Regions from separate parts of the Larimichthys crocea genome. Here region 2 is linked to region 1. A link is a contact called in public Hi-C data. All regions are on one chromosome and are shown on one strand. Each heading gives the region's core, a stretch centred on a gene start, on an enhancer-like site or on the middle of the called end of the contact. The rest is flanking DNA. Distances are from core to core; before and after follow the strand shown. Region 1 holds the start of tomm20b (translocase of outer mitochondrial membrane 20b). Region 2 holds the start of strn (striatin, calmodulin binding protein).

The links. Hi-C and Micro-C count contacts between places; a contact is called where the count stands out from the background.
Region 2: a Hi-C map of muscle shows a contact between it and region 1, with 7 times the contacts expected there. The contact joins the promoter of strn here to the promoter of tomm20b in region 1. A contact is called at or near these places in 7 of 7 Hi-C or Micro-C datasets (all in muscle).

The regions. Positions count from the first base shown.
Region 1 is chrX:28,660,884-28,665,485 of L_crocea_2.0, forward strand. tomm20b (translocase of outer mitochondrial membrane 20b) reads right to left here and starts at 1,778. Exons shown (of 5, transcript XM_010741365.3): 1 at 1,537-1,778. The coding sequence starts at 1,660.
Region 2 is chrX:28,809,978-28,814,579 of L_crocea_2.0, forward strand. strn (striatin, calmodulin binding protein) reads left to right here and starts at 2,563. Exons shown (of 18, transcript XM_027283706.1): 1 at 2,563-2,674. map1lc3c (microtubule-associated protein 1 light chain 3 gamma) reads right to left here and starts at 3,063. Exons shown (of 4, transcript XM_010741367.3): 1 at 2,874-3,063; 2 at 2,745-2,800; 3 at 2,546-2,652. The coding sequence starts at 2,934.

The sequences.
Region 1 (4,602 bases), core at 528-3,027:
AGCTTCATGAATGAGACTGTTGCTGGTCTCCTCGGGTGCCCTTAATGTTTCTAGAAATTTGGCTTGAAATAGTAAAAAGGTTTATTTATTAAGGTTTATTTTGCAGACAGACGGGACTTTTTGACGGAGGATTGAAGCCGTTATCAACACTCTCTTCAAAAGCCACAGACACTTTCACAAAAACAGTAATTTTACCAGAATAGTTTGACTATTTTTCTAAATCAGACCAGAGCTAGTGATTGTTTAACCTAACAAAGATGTTTATGGCAAGTTTTATTCAGTTTCTGATTAAATTCAATGTTTTATGATGAGTTAACAAGACAATTAAATTAATCCTCGTTGGGTAAAAGAGAGAACTTCAATTCAGATGGTGTTTTTCTGTTTAATAAGGAAAACGGATGAAAGACCATTTCCTTTCTTGACAATTTTTAATGTTTATTTATTAGGTTTTGTGGGATAACTAAGATGGATCTTTTATGATCGGTTCACAGAATTAATTGCGTGATAAATGTCCGAGCACGTCTAATTCAAACAGATAGCAGGAGAGTTTACAAAAACTCAAATGACAATGTTTCAAACCCGGATTACTTTTTATATGTTTACTACTTATGTGCATGAGACCATAAATTACATAGTTAGAAGCATTTATGGATTTGGGTTTCCAGTGGCTTACACAGCGAGTATTAAACACAAGTCGAACCAAACTCCATTGAGAAAAATCTGTTTACCATGACCTTGCTCAAGGTGAACACCAGACAGAACATGGCATGAGGTATTTGAACAATATTCAGGAGTGTTGTCATCTTACTCTGATTCAGAATATACTTTTTAACTCGCAGCAAGAAGGTTCTTGGTTTGAACCTCGACCGGGTCTTTCTGTGTGGAGTTTGCATGATCTCTCCGGGTACTCGGGTCCAGTCCGAAGACTTCGAACAGGTTAACTGGTGACTCTAGATTGGCCGTAGGTGTGAATGTGAGTGTGAATGGGGGTGTTTCTCTCTTTGTGTCCAGACTCGTCCAGGGTGTCCCCAAAGTCAGCTGGGACGGGCTCAGGCCACCCAGGATGACCTGATTTACTTTTTCATTCAATCTTTGGACAGCAGCAGAAAGCACAGTGTGCAGATACTAGAAAATGTGACACTCTGAGGGGCATGCAGCTCATTCATTAAGTCATTCAATGAATATGTATTACTCCTTGAGTTTAAAGGACCTTCTCCTTGAATCCTTGAAGTTTCTTGGTTGGTCGAGTTTAAGCCGAATTAAGCCGAATGAAGCCGAAGAGCTTGTGGACTCGTGTGAGGTCTTAACTGTGCTGCTAACAAACTGTTTTAATGTCAGGACATGAAAATGTCTGACAGGTGAACGGAGCTCCGCGTGAGAGCTTCATCAAACAAGACACACCTGGTCAGACTGAAACAAGCTGTGACAGACTGAACTAAACCGAGCTGGACCGGACCGAGTCCAGGTTCCTGTGATGATGAAGGAGGAGAGGAGGAAGAAGAGGAAGAGGAGGAGGAGGAGGAGGTCAACACTCACGCTCTCGCAGCCTGTTCTTGAAGTTGGGGTCACTCCGTCTCTTCCTGTCGAAATAGATGCAGTAACCGACGAACAGAGCCCCGCACACCCCCGCGGCCAGCGCGCTGGTCTTACCGCCCATCATGACTCCCGGTGACCCGGTCGGTTTGAGGAGGATTACCGGTGAATTAATCGTTTTTTCCCCGGTGCTCGGTGTCTGTCTGGAGGCTGGCGCAGCGGCTCAGGGCAGGAAGAAGGACCCAGCAGGACCCCGCCGTTTGACAGCTTACAGCTGCCTGTGCAATGCCTGACTGTAAATGTGAAGAAATAAAGATATTTTCACAGTTAAAGACGGTTCAGTGTGAATGAGTCAGTGTTTGAACCTGTTTTCTGAAATACTGTGATGCGTTTTAGTTTAATTTCGGGTTATTTCTGGAGACTGTTATTTGCAGGTTAGATGCATAAAAGGTTATTATATAATTTTATTATAATAAAAAAACAATACATTATAATTATATTATTATTATATACTGTTATTAACAATAACATTACCATCATACCATCAGTACTATTACCATCATCAGTAGAGCTGGTGATGTCGTGGGGGGAGGAGTTGGACACTAGGAGGATGCTGTCCAGGCTTCAGTCCATATTGGACAATGTCTCTCACCCTCTACTACGACACACTGGCTCTGCAGAGGAGCTCCTTCAGCAGAAGACTCCTCTCTCTTAAATCCACCACAGAGCGATACAGAAAATCATTCCTGCCTGCGGTTATATTTTGATCCTAATAGATGATTACTTGTTTAACATATGTTTTTGTTTGTATACCTGGACTATTGTAACAAAAATAATTTCCCCTGAGATTATTAAAGTATTTCTGAATCTGATTCTGATCATCTTGCCACTGCACCTTGTCTACCTATTTATCTTGTGTTTTTTAAGTGTCCTCCCCCCCTATTCTGTGTTTTATTTCTATACATCTAAAAAAAATAATTAGACGTGACTAAGCTGTTTATATAGCAAAATATGTTGTGTGTGATATTATGTGCAACTAAATATAAAGCAGGACTTTCTAATTAATTTATTTTTTTTCTCACAGTTTCTTAAATGTTTTCTTTATTTGAACAGGCACAGTGTGCAGAGAACATCAACCTTATATGATCATAGTAACTGATGTTTTACTGACATCATGTGCAATCATCGGGGACAGAATTCAAAATATTCTGTCTTTGCTCGGAGGACAGTCTGAAGATGTCAGAGGAGATTAGTTAATTAATTCAATTAGTTTGACAGTCTAAACAATGATGGATTTCATAATTCCTGTCAGCTCAAAGCATCAAAACACTCAATTGTATCAACATGTTGTCAAAGGTCATATAGTGGTTGCACAGATAACTCATTTGTTGAAGAAGAAGCAGAAGAGGAAGATAATAATGATTAAAAGAAGAAGATTCAATCCTAAAAGGGACCTGATGAGAAATATTTATTTATTTAGGTGGGTCATATAATTTATGTAATCCAGAGACATTTCACACCCTCACAACATCTGTGCACAAACACAAGGATGGAGGAGCATCTCCTCAATGAGACAATAATGCAGCTTTAGTAGTAGCAGTGAACAGGAGAAACTGAGACCCTGAGGTAACAACACAAGTAGCAGGAGTAGTTGGAGAAGTAATGCAGCGATGAATCCTTCAACGTGCTGCAGGTTCTGTCTGAGCTCCAGGATGGAAAGAGGACAAAGTAAAGAATGAGAACTGAACCTGCAGCAGGTAAATGACAGAAATCTGAAGTTTAAAAGGTCAAAACAACAAGTAGAGGGTGAGATGAGACTGCAGGGAGGATCACTAAAGACCTAAACTCATCGGAAGGCTTGGAGGCAGAGAGAGAGGAAGCCATAAAACACTTGGACAAAGACACCTTTGGAAAGGACAAGGTGTTTATAGAGCAGCTGATGAGAAAACCTCCTGCTGCCTCAAGCTTACAGAAAAAGTCAGAGCAAAGGAGGAGAAGAATGGAGTTGTCCAAAAGGTGATCACCGAGCTTAAGGTTAGTGATGTCTGAGGAGTCACTCCCCAATCCTCCGACCCTCAAAGCCCATGGGAGACATTCCCGAGTCTCCTGAAGATTTGAATCCAATCACCTGTAAAATTGTTGTAGTTCATGGAGTTTTTATTGTTTGGACACACACTGAAGACTCATTATCACAGACATACAGCCCTGAAACTTCAGTGAGAAGATGTTTGCTTGTATCTGCTTTGCTGCAGCAGCTGACATTTCCCTTCAGCGATCAGATTCAAGTCAGTGTTAAATATGTTCCTGTCTGACTGACGCTGACTCACACAGACACAAACAGACTGAAACAAGCATCACGCCCTGTGGCATTATGGGTACAGCAGGCTGACGAGAGCAGCAGTGATCCTGTCTGTCAGCAGGGGTAGCTGTTGGTCTATCACAGCATCCGCAAAACACACAAACACACACTCTGAGAATACACTCAGTCTGTCACAGTCCAATACACACACACACACACACACACACACACACACACATTCACTCACTCGATTGTGTTGTGTGCGTGTGTGTGCAGACTCTGCATCCTGTCAGGCTGTGATATCTTGATATTTTGAGGTCTGATGGTGTTAAGGATTTAAACAGACAGTCAGCAGCTCATACAGCAGCATGAATGAACAACACACAGTACTGGTCACACACACACACCTTGATGGTTTAATCTAAATTGTCCTGCGGCATCATGGGAGAGCAGGACAACCACGTACTCTGTCAGACTGACGCAATAAGCCTGAACAAAAAAAAACCCTGTTTAGTGTGAACAGAAGAACCTGGGTCCCTGTTAGTAACAATGTTTGTTCTTGAATCTGTTAATTTAACACAAAGTTTCAGTTTAGTGCAAAATTATGTTTCTGTTTCTAACCCTTTGTAATATGATGGAGATTTATACATTTTATTTTAGACTCATGGTTGTCATTTTTCCATCAACGTATTTTGATGCATTTTGAATTAGAAAAGGTTGATGGAAAAATGAAATTCCTCAGCTTTGCAAAAACGAGTGACGGGAGATAA
Region 2 (4,602 bases), core at 1,313-3,812, 150 kb after region 1:
TGCAAATATTTCTCATTTCACAGGAGGTGTCCAGTCCTCAAGTTCTCAGTGTTTTGTATCCTGGGGGTTTAAAGTTTCCACGACACACTTTTCATACTGGACCCTAACTGGCTCTAAAGTCCAAACCGGTTATGATGCCATAAATCCTTCATGTACATTTTGAGATTTGTGGGAAAAAAAAAAAAAAAAAAAAAAAAGCTCCACCTTGAGCAGATGAACATGAAAAACATGGGCCTTTACAGCTCAATTAAAAGTACAGTACATAGAGTACAGTGTACCATTGGTGTGTAGGAGTGATTTGGCACAGTCTTGTGAGCTTGTTTGCATGTCATGCTCTGTAAAACAGATTTCTCCAGCACGTCTGTCACTTATGTAACTGCAGTATAACCATATTACATCACGTAGGCTATAATTGACTCTAGAGCAGCAATCTGACTCATTCTGATGGTGACATTACCTTCTCTCCTGAACCATGAGAAACTGCAACTAGTTTACTTTCTGCTGCATAATCATGACCAAGACAAATGAAAATGAGGAACCTCACAGAAATCTGGAGAGAAGCAAAGAAACAAACATTTAAACCCAAAAGACCAATGAAAGACTGACTCTGTACATTTGTCCAAGTTCATTTATCCAGATAATTCTAGTCATCCAAACTGAAACCTTACAATCGATGGTTAAAGTATATTTAGGTTAAAGGGTTAACAGTCACTGTAAACTGTCCCTCCTGTTCATACTGGTCCTCCTCTACTTACAAGTACAGTCTGTTGGTCTTTAAATGATCAGTTCACATTGGTACCCATTGGTGTACCTTTGGTTCGTAACAACCATGTTGAAGACTCAAACTTGTTTTTTGTAGACAAAAATTACCATTTTTCTATGAGTGCGTGGAGCTCAAAGAAAGTGTGAAATTGCGGCCTGTCTGCTTACAAAACACTCATGCTACAGGGAAAGTAATTAAAATCAGTTTCTGGAAACATTTGCAGGAAGAAACAGACAATGCACTGAATCTTGATTGACATTTGAGCAGCACTTCCTACTCCTACTGACAGTTGGATCTGAATTTAAACTCATGAGGAAAACGGTTTAATGAGGTATTTTTTTGTTGTTGCAGCCAATAGATCTGCCTCTTGCTGTCCATTTAAAAAAAGAAAAAAATGCATGTTGCAGACACTTCAGCATTGGCTTTACTGCAGACCTAAAAGCTCTGTCCACTAATTTGTACTGTCAATGCTTTTGTCTTTTTGGTCAAATGAATAACACTCAAGGGAGAGTTTGTAATCATAAATTGCAAAAAAAAAAAAAGGGATTTAAGGTGCTGGATTACATTTTTTTTTTTTAGTTCTTTGAAAGCCACAAACTAAATTTCATTTCCCTCCGTCATCTCTAGGCAAAGTCCCAAAAACTGATCACAACCTTTACAAATAAAAACATCTGCATGTAAAGATTAGAATAATGACTAAGTGAATTTAAAGTATCAACAATTTAAACCCACTATCTATTAAAGGCTGCATAAATAAGGTTCATATACTTCAAAAGGTTTCTACATAAAATGTGACCGGACCTCTTTTAACACAGATAATAAGGAGAAAATCTTAGACGACTGCATCAGGTTATCATCTGTTCTGCAGAACAAATCATCATGTGAAGCAGAAGGAAAGACAAACTGATTCTTTAGCAAAAAAAAGCACTGCAGTCCAGGAAAGTCTTTAAAACACTTACTGAAATACTAAAACTTGAGTAATCTGGCCTCAGTGCCTTGATTTCAGGACAGTTTGTTGTGACTGAAAGAGGAACAGACTCAGTTTCTGCTGCGTAATCATGACCAACAAGAAGCATCTCAGAAATGTTGAAGGAAACAACAAAACTGAACTCAAAATGGACAATTAAGAGTGACATTTGGAGTTTATCCATATAAACATTCCTCAGAACTCCTTCACTGATAAAACTGATCTTTTAGTATTTTTGCACAATATAGTTTGTCTGTAAAACTGATCTTTTAGTATTTTTGCACAATATAGTTTGTCTGTAAAATCCTCCCGAGTTTAGAAAAAGGAGAAGATAAAACCAGAAAAACAAAGACTTTTGCTCGTACTGTAAGCAGCTTAAGAGTTATTGTTCTAGAGCTGAAACAAACGAGTTCAGGAGCAGTTTATTTTCTGCTTATGTTTATCGATTCATATAAGAAATGTCAATGGTTCCTGCTTCTAAACTGTGAGCTATTCTAAAGATTTTAAATTTTTCTAAATAAACTGAATATCTGGACTAGCTGAAAAAAAAAATTGATAAAATTCACTTTTAGGAAGCCTTCAGACATTTTTCAGACATACCTTCAAGACAAAAAAAAAAAAAAAAAAAAAAAAAAAAAAAAAAAAAACAGAAAAAAAAAAATCTGCAGCACATTAATCAATACAAATAATCTTAGTTGCAGCCCTGTGTCGTATCAATATCTGATGTCCCCAACTCCAAACAGGCCGTTTTCTGTCACTTCTTAGAGCTGCTTCAGAGAACACATGAATGATCTGCCATCTTTTGGAAACTTTACCTGATGATGGTGACAAACTGAGTCATGGTGAGTTCATGCGGCACCAGAAACTTGGTTTTATCCAGCGGAGGAAGATATTTCTCCCTCTCGTACCGTTCAATGATGACCTGCGAGAAGCCATAAAAACAGGTGAGAACAGGGAAAGGAAAACACAACAACTTTACCGGTTAATTATGAGGCTTTTCTACCGCTGACTTACCGGGATTTTGTTTGGAAACTTGGACCTGATCCCCGCCACTTCTTGTTTCCTCGTAGCTACACAGAGAAAAGAAACGTCAGATAAAGTTTAGAAAGTTTTTCTTGCACTGTTGTTGTTGGAGATATTTACCGAAGCTCTTCCTCTGTTTGAACGGTTTGTTCTGCAGCTGGGCTTTTTCAAACGGAGGCATGCTGTGTGTATGAATCGGTGTGCATGTATGTGTGTGTGTGATGGTGGGAGCTGCAGCAGACTAGGGCAGGTTGAACATGTGGTTTGAACCGAGCAGGAGTTAAATAGAGGCGGCTGTGGCGTATCAGCTGATTAGCACATGGCCGCAGTCACAGAGTGAATCATCTGCGGATTTAATCAAGTTAGAGCCGCAACGTGGAGCTCCGACCCCAGGCACACAGAGGCTGCGGGGCCAGGCTGAGCTCTGTAGGGACCTGAGGAGTGTCCCTAATTCCCCGTCAACATGGTGGAGGAAATGTTCAGTAAAACTACTAATAGCACTCCCATTAATGTTAATTTAAGATGCCTGTAAAACAATTTTGACATAACCATGTGTATTTTATATTTCATCTAGTCAAAACTGATTTACAGATATGTTTAATCTTATTAATTATATTAAATAAGTATATTTAATTATTATTAATTCCTTTTTCATTAGTAAGTATTAACAATTACATATATCTACAGCTGTATTGCCACATGTGAGGATTGTGACTATAGGGTTAAATGTAACCTTCCCATTTCAGACATCAACAGTTTCCAATATGCCTCAACAAATAATTTTAAATATGTTACCCTAATTAGCATATTTTTTTAGGTATTGGCAATTTTTATATAGTTATTTTTAACCGCCACCTACCTGGGAAAACATTCATGGTTGTGAAGTTGGTGGAGGTGAAAGTGACAAAAACTGCAGTTTCTCAAACGTCCACTTGAGGCTGGCTACAGAACAAGTCAGTCTCCATAAGCCTCTATGTTAAAATGTTCACAGCTTCACAGCAGAAATAAACATGTTCACAGCTTGCTACAAAAAACAGTTTTGGTCTCTATAGCTAATTTCCCCACTCATGACAACTGTACTGAGTCTAAATTTCTATTCAACTCACCTGTTCAAACTATAATTAGGCTTAAAATTATGCAATAATAACAGTGTAGCCAGGTGGGTGTGGTTACAGCGTCATTCAGCCTGCTTCAGCACCAACTTCAGCTTGTGCAATTAAAATGAAATGACAAAAGTCCCTTCAGGTGACAGTTAGTCTTTAATACATTTACAACTAAATATTTTGTTAGAGTCTTATAAAATCCACTACATTGCCTCTATACATTTTTCCACCAAACACAGGAATAAATTATTTACCAATATTCATTCATTTATTTAAAATCCATATTTAGCAGTGAAAAGAAGTCTGATTTCATTGTATAACTGTTGTCGCACTGATGTCATTTGTCTGTGCAGTTCAATGTCACACATAATCATACAAGTACAGTGATTGGGAAATGTATTTCTTCAAGCTCCTACAATGTGTTAAAAAACACACGTGTCAGAGAATAGTAATAAGAATCAAAAACGTGATATTCATCATAATGATAATAGATTTTTCACCTTTAAATTTTCACCTTTTTTTTATTTTATTTTTTTTACATGAAGTTGAATATGATTCACGCCAAACGTAGCTTGGTGACGTAACGCGCGCTCGTGTTTAATTGGATGATGTTGTCGCCATTCACCTGGTCAGCCAAACGGTGTGAGCATGGTTTACGGTAGTGGGAGGGACCGAGGCGAGTTGATGTCACCGCACAGGTGTGTGAAGCGACTCCATGTGAGCCAAGGCAACACCGGTTATCGAAT